Linked DNA regions of Macaca mulatta: region 1 is linked to region 2. Evidence: chromatin contacts called from public Hi-C data. All regions are on one chromosome and are shown on one strand. Each heading gives the region's core, a stretch centred on a gene start, on an enhancer-like site or on the middle of the called end of the contact. The rest is flanking DNA. Distances are from core to core; before and after follow the strand shown.

Evidence for each region. Hi-C and Micro-C count contacts between places; a contact is called where the count stands out from the background.
Region 1: a contact with region 2 is called in a Hi-C map of fetal cortex germinal zone, with 3 times the contacts expected there. The contact joins the promoter of DDX10 here to the promoter of ATM in region 2. A contact is called at or near these places in 2 of 14 Hi-C or Micro-C datasets (fetal cortex germinal zone and fetal cortical plate).

The regions. Positions count from the first base shown.
Region 1 is chr14:109,502,268-109,505,668 of T2T-MMU8v2.0, forward strand. It overlaps DDX10 (DEAD-box helicase 10), which reads left to right and starts at 1,520. Exons shown (of 19, transcript XR_013404274.1): 1 at 1,520-1,777.
Region 2 is chr14:109,072,656-109,076,283 of T2T-MMU8v2.0, forward strand. ATM (ATM serine/threonine kinase) reads left to right here and starts at 1,900. Exons shown (of 63, transcript XM_015115608.3): 1 at 1,900-2,108. It overlaps NPAT (nuclear protein, coactivator of histone transcription), which reads right to left and starts at 1,578. Exons shown (of 18, transcript XM_015115607.3): 1 at 1,440-1,578. The coding sequence starts at 1,476.

The DNA of each region.
Region 1 (3,401 bases), core at 270-2,769, 430 kb after region 2:
CATGTGTCAGAAATTCCTTCTTTTTGAAGGCTGAATAATATTCCATTTTATGTATTTATTATGTTTTGTTTACTCATTTATCAGTTGACAGACACTTGGGCTGCTTCCATCTTTTAGCGATTGTGAATAGTGCTGTGGTGAACACGGTGTGCAAATATCTGAGACCCTGCTTTCTTTTATTTTGGCTACACACACCCAGAAGTGAAAATGCTGGTGTAGAGTTCTGTTTTTAATTTTTTGAAGATGTATATATACTTTTATATAATCGCTCCTTATTGAGCTTTACTGTCTACCACATCTAGTGTCCCTGAGTATGGAAATTCACTAGTTCACCTCCTGTCCTCACTCCCTTCCGGTAAGCCATGCCCTGTTTGGAGGATGGACATAGAGTTGAGAGTAGTGATCTGGATATGTGGGGTTGGAAAGGGAATTTGAGGGCCCAAAATTCTGCCTGTGAACTTTGAACTCAATTTTCCAATTTCCTTTGCCACAACTGAGCTCTCCCACCCCATCTGGTGTTTTCCTGGAGGCTGTAGGTAAATGTGTCAAAAAAACTCAATTCATTGAAAGCCAGTTCACTTAAATGGCCAACTTGCAATAACTTTTCTATTACCTCGTTTTTTTTTTTTGATGGAGTTTCACTCTTTGGCCCAGGCTGTAGTGAAGTGGGGTGATCCTGGCTCACTATAACCTCCGCCCCAGGGTTCAAGCGATTCTCCTGCCTCAGTCTCCAGAGCAGCTGGGATTATAGGTGTGTGCCACAATGCCTGGCTAATTTTTATATTTTTAGTAGAGACAAGGTTTCACCATATTGGCCAGGCTAGTCTCGAACTCCTGACCTCAGGTGATCCACTCATCTCGACCTCCCAAATTGCTGGAATTACAGGTGTGAGCCACTGTGCCCGGCCTCTATTACCTACTTCTTTACGTTAGTTATCATTTTGTCTCCATAATAGCATTTTAAGGTAAATTCAGTTTGATTCCGTTCCAGTTTCCTTGCTGTTGCAGCTAGAGTCTGAGGGGTCCAGAGGAAAAGGAAAACCTAGAGGGGCATTAGAAGAATGTAGAATATTTATTTTTATTCCTGAGGAAGTACAAACGCCGTGGATGGAAATCAGAGGTTATTAGCTGTTTACTTTTGGGCAAATCTTTTGACTCGTTGGTCCGAAATGTGCAAAACGAGGGTCAAAATTTTCATTCAGTTTGTACGTGGGTACACACACACTCAGGAACGCTTCGCAAAGTTGAACCTGGAGTAAATGTGTGAACACCCCTTAAAGGTTCAGCGTATGACGTCACCATAGTAACAACAACAGTGCGCATGCGTCTTTTTAAAGAGCCGGCGTGCTCCTGGCGTCCCTCAGTCCGCCCCCGTTTCCCCAGACTGCTCCTCCCTGCAGGAGCCAATTCGCCAGTCACAACCCTCCTTTTCATTGACGTCGTTGGCGCGTGCCCCGGTTTCAAAAGCTCGGGGGCGGGCTTTTGGGTTCGCGCATGCGCCTCTGTGCATTTTCCCCATGCTGTTTCCGCGATCCTGGTCCTAGGTGTCTCGTGTCTGCGGGTGAACCGAGATTTTGCCGCCACCGCCGCAATGGGGAAAACTGCCGACTCTCCGGGTTCGGGAGCCCGACCCGACCCGGTGCGGAGCTTCAATCGCTGGAAGAAAAAACACAGCCACAGGCAGAACAAAAAGAAGCAGTTGAGGAAGCAACTGAAGAAACCCGAATGGCAAGTCGAGCGCGAGGGTATCAGCCGCCTCATGCAGAACTATGACAAGGTGAGGCCGGCGCTGGGGAGGGGGCTCGGGCCGGCCAGCAGCTGGGCGGCGTGTCACTGCGGCGAGGGGTTGCAGAATGGAGGCGGCGGATCTGTCACCGGGACCCTGCCGGGAATGGGAGGTCACGCCGGGTGCCACAGCTCAAACCTCTGCACCGTCCTGGCCACTCTTCTGCTTGCCACACTGTTCCTAAAAAAATGATAGAAATGCGGCGGTACCTAAGGGTAGGGAGACTAATCCTGTAATAGCTACAGTCATATCCATAGTAATAATACTGATGACAATAATGGTAATAATGACACCTGCATTTTAAAGCAGTCACCATGTGCTTACAGTAATTGTTTGACTTGATCTGAGGTATGGATATTAATAATCCTACTTAATAGGTAGGAGAATTGAGGTTCTAAGAGGAATGAAACTTGTCCGAATCTCTCACGCTTAGTAGGTGGTGTGGAATTGGAAGCTAGATCCATGTCTTTCTAATCCCAAAGCCTTTGCTTTTAACCATGAAGCCAGACTGCATGCCTCAACATCATCTATGCTCCTTCCTGTGCCCACCTCATTTCTCCACAGGCTTCATGTCCGTATCCAAGAATTGGCCTAGAAAAGCTGGATCACTGGTATGTTTCTGTCACATATCATCCTCATATTGTAGCTGTTGTTCCCAGATGAGTATACCTGTAACGATCACTTTGACCTCCTGACTTCTTCCCCAAACTCCAGGCTCCACAGGTCTGTCAATTCCTTTTTTCCCTTTCTTTAAATCCCATGTTTGTTGGCCTTCACCCACATCATTCAGCTTCTCAGCCCCCTTCTAGTGCAGTACAATCAGGGATTTAATAGATGGAACATTCTTGGAATTAAAGTTGCCATTGTAACAAATTACCGCAAACTTGGTGGCTTAAAACAACAGAGATCTTGAGGTCAGGAGTTCGAGACCAGCCTGACCAACATGGTGAAACCCCGTCTCTACTAAAAATACAAAAAAATTAGCCAGGCGTAGTGGCAGGCGCCTGTAATCCTAGCTACTCAGGAGGCTGAGGCAAGAGAATCGCTTGAACCCGAGAAGTGGAGGTTGCAGTGAGCTGAGATCGCGCCATTACACTCCAGCTGGGGTGACATGAGTGAGACTCTGTCTCAAAACAAAAAAACAACAAAACCCAACAACAACAGAGACTTACTGTATCACAGTTCCAGAGGCCACACATCTGAAGTCAGTTTCACTGGGCCAAAATCAGGGTGTCAGCTGGGACATGCTCCCTCCAGAGGTTCTAGGGGAGACTCTGTTTCTTGCCTCTTGTAGTTTCTGGTGGATGCTGGCATTCCTTGGCTTGTGGCTGCATAATTCCAGTCTCTGCCTTCTCCTGTGTCAGTCTACCTGTGTTCCTCTGTTATAAGGACGCTTGTGATTGCGTTTAGGGCCTACACACATAATCCAGGATAATCACCCCATCTCAAGATCTTTAATCACATCTGAAAAGTCACTTTTGCCATATAAGGTAACATTCATACCTTCCAGAGGTTAATACATGGACATAAATTGGGATCATTTTTAGCCTATCATATCCTAGCTCCACCATCTCAGCAGACCATAGAACTAGAAACCTAGGAGCAGTCTTAGGTA
Region 2 (3,628 bases), core at 650-3,149:
GATGCGAATTATTTCAATTAGAAAATGATACTGCTTTCTTAGGACTTTCTTAACTAGGGATGATTCTGCCCTCCAGGGGACATACTAGCAACACCTACAGACATTTTCCCTAATCACAACTGGGTAAGGGCAGGGTGGGGAATGGGTGTCCTACTGTAATCTAGTGAATAGAAGCCAGGAATGCTGCTTTTTAATCCTACAATGTTTGAGCACAGGATAGCTCCCCACAATAAAGAATTATTAGGCCCAAAATGTTAACAGTACTGAGGCTGAGAAATCATGTCTAAGACTACAGTTACCGAAACTCAACTAGATTACCAAACTGCCAAAACTCAGAATTCTTAAGCAAAAGATTAACCAGATATTAACAAAACAGTTTAAACTTGTCATTAGTTTCTTCAAAAATGGATGGTGGAACCATTTCCGTTTAACGTTTCCTGCAAAATGAGCTTATCAAGAGCCCTGCGCAAATAACATTTTTGTGGACAGCGCTGGGCATTTAAAAGAGGCACAAGACAAATGGGTTTTCCGAACAATAAAATAATGGTAGTAATGGCTGCGAATACTACGGGAGGTTTCATCACAGATGCTTGCCATTTACTTTTAAGGACGTCGCATACGACGTCTGTAAATCACTGGCTCGGGTTTTGAGCTTTACGTGACTCTCGTCCCCTGTAGTACAATCCTTTTTATTCTTTCAAGGGACAAACAACAAAACCCGTCTCTCACTCAGACAATACACCCTGACAGACAAGTGACCCACAAACCACCCCTCCTCAAATGAAGGTAAAACTAGGGCTAGAAAACATTCAACTAATTTAAGGCAATTAACCCTCTGAAATTTTTTGCTGATCAAAGGTACAGGAATTGCTGTTTTAAAATATGCAAGTGGCATTTCACACCTCTACACTGGACGACGTATTGCGTGGAGGATGGAGAAGGAAGATCACCCTTACTCCCAAATTCGTAGTTATAAGGGCGGGTAATTAAAAGGGCGCCAGGAAGGTCTCCCTACAAAGATGGGGGGCCGGGGAAGTCCCTCTTTGCCCTATTTTGGTCCCAGCAATGAACCACGGAAAGTGCGCCCAAGGTTAAAGCACACGCAACCCGTCCGTCATGCAGACATACGCTCTTTCAGGGGTCCTAATTAACTGTGGAGGCCTGACTTTCCCTCCGAATCCGGCTCCAGGTGTTGCACCTCGAGCTTCCCCTCGGCCTTCCCCTCGCCACGCAGCCTCTGAAGAGAGAAGCATCTACATACAAAGAAGCTTAAACTGCCTAGAACCTCAGAGTGACGAAGAATCACCGCCAGTCTCAACTCGTAAGCTGGGAGGCAAAACCCTAAAGCTTCCCCAACCCAGGGAAAACCTTTGGCCTCAAAGGTCCTTGTGTCCGGCATAGCCGGGTCCAATAACCCTCCTTCCCGAGCCCGCGCTTACCCAATACAAGCCGGGCTACGTCCGAGGGTAACAACATGATCAAAACCGCAGCAGGAACCACAATAAGGAACAAGACTCAGGTTAAAGCAAACACAGCGACAGCTCCTGCGCCGCATCTCCCGGTTCCAGTGGCGGTACTGAACCCGCGGCAATTTGTCCCGCCTCTTTCGCTTTACGCCAGCCAATCGCTTCTGCCAGAGAAAGAAAGGCGCCGAAATGAAACCCGCCTCCGTTCGCCTTTGGAACTGTCGTCACTTCCGTCCTCAAACTTGGAGGGGCGGGGATGAGGAGGGTGAGGACGGCGGGTGAGAACCCCGGATCCCGAGCCGAAGGGCGAGCCGCAAACGCTAGGTCGCTGGCCATTGGTGGACGAGGCGCAGGCGCATTTGCTCCGACGGGCCGGATGTTTTGGGGGAGTGTTTTGAGCGCGGAGACCGCGTGATGCTTGGCGCGCATGGGCACACCGTGCTCTGCCGCTGCTCGGCCCTGCTTCTTCTTCCAGAGGTGGGCGCTGTGCAGTCACGCAGGGTTTGAACCGGAAGCGGGAGTAGGTACCTGCGTGGCTAACGGAGAAAAGAAGCCGTCGCCGCGGGAGGAGGCGAGAAGAGCCAGGATCTGCGCTGCAGCCATCGCCGTGGTTGATACCACTTTGACCTTCCGAATACAACGGTAGGGGCGCAGAGGCAACGCAGAGGCTCCTGCGTTGGAAAATTCAGTCGCATGCGATCCAGTTTGTCCTTTCCCTAGACCCCCAATCTCATGCACCCCTCCAGAGCGGCCCTTGACTCCTCTCCTCACTCCATCTTTCCCTTGACTCCTTTCCTCACTCCATCTTTCCCGGCCTCTCTTCGGGTTCCTAGCGGACTTGGCCAATAACCTCATCCTTTTAAATGCCCTGAATTGAACCCTCCCTCTTGCTCATCCTCTTTTCGTGTCACCTTAGGGTTCAGATTTAACTACGCGACTTGACCAGTCATCTTTTGATCTCTCTTTCGTATTTAGTACTTTTAGTCAGCGAGCATTGATTGATATTTTAACTGCAGCCTCGCGGTTAAGAGCTTGGGCTCTGGAAGCATACGGCTGGAGTTGGAATTCTGACTGTCACTCGTGTGACCTCGCTCTACTGTCTTGTGAAGATAAGTGAGATAATCTTGACCTGCGGTGAGCACTCGTGAGCGTTAGCTACTGTTGTTACCAGGTACAGATAAGTAGAAAGACAACTACAATAGATGATAATGTATGTGATAGGGGAGTACTCTGATGGTAGAGGAGTGACTTTGGTTCTCTGCAAACTCAGCCTGAGACTATCAATTCAGTTTGTGGTGAGACCTCGCAGCGTTACCTTGGCAGATGGTAGAAGCCTTCCAGATGGAAGGAAAAATGCGTGTAAAGGCACAAAGTGTAGAAGGACCCTGAAGCTCCAGAGTGAGGTCTAGTATTGAATGAAATATATTTTGTGGGTTTTCAACTGCTGAAGTCGTAGGAATGGATGAGACCAAGAAAACAAAACTGTTCTTTGAGGTATGAGCGGAAGAAGAGCTATCAGGAGACTTTCGAAACAGTCATAAAGGAAGAGAATATGATCATCGCTAACATTTGCTGTGTTTCAGGCACTGTAAGCATGTATATGGGTCCTTACAGGAACTCATAGAGGTAGGTACTAGTATTGTTTTTCCTTTTCTCATTGAGAAACTGAGGTTTGAAGAGATTAGTGAACTTGCTCTAGATTATACGGTTTGTAAGTGGCTGAACCAGTATTTGAACTAATACAATCTGACTACAGAGGCCACACTCCTTAGCACTAGAAAAGAATGACATGCCAAGGGCAGAGTTATTTCTAGGAAGATGGGATATAAGCGTCATTGACAAGTTCTGCAAAGGGGTCAACTTGGTTGAGATCTAAAAAGGAACACTGAATTCGTCAATTCAGAGGCTCGTAGGAGGTGGGAAATCTGTATCTTTTCATTTGAACCTTGAGTGGAACCTAGATATTCTGGATTAATGTATAAATGAAGTTCATCTTTATGTGGTGACATTCATACTCTAGTTGATTACCTAATAGTTCCTCTGCCTTCTTTCAGTTCCGCCAACATACTGTGTGCTTTTACATTGTAGAACCCTTTGGCTGTGCTAGTTTCCTTCCCTGAAGTGTTGGTCCTCTAGCCCTTTTTTGGTTTGGCACCAGTTAG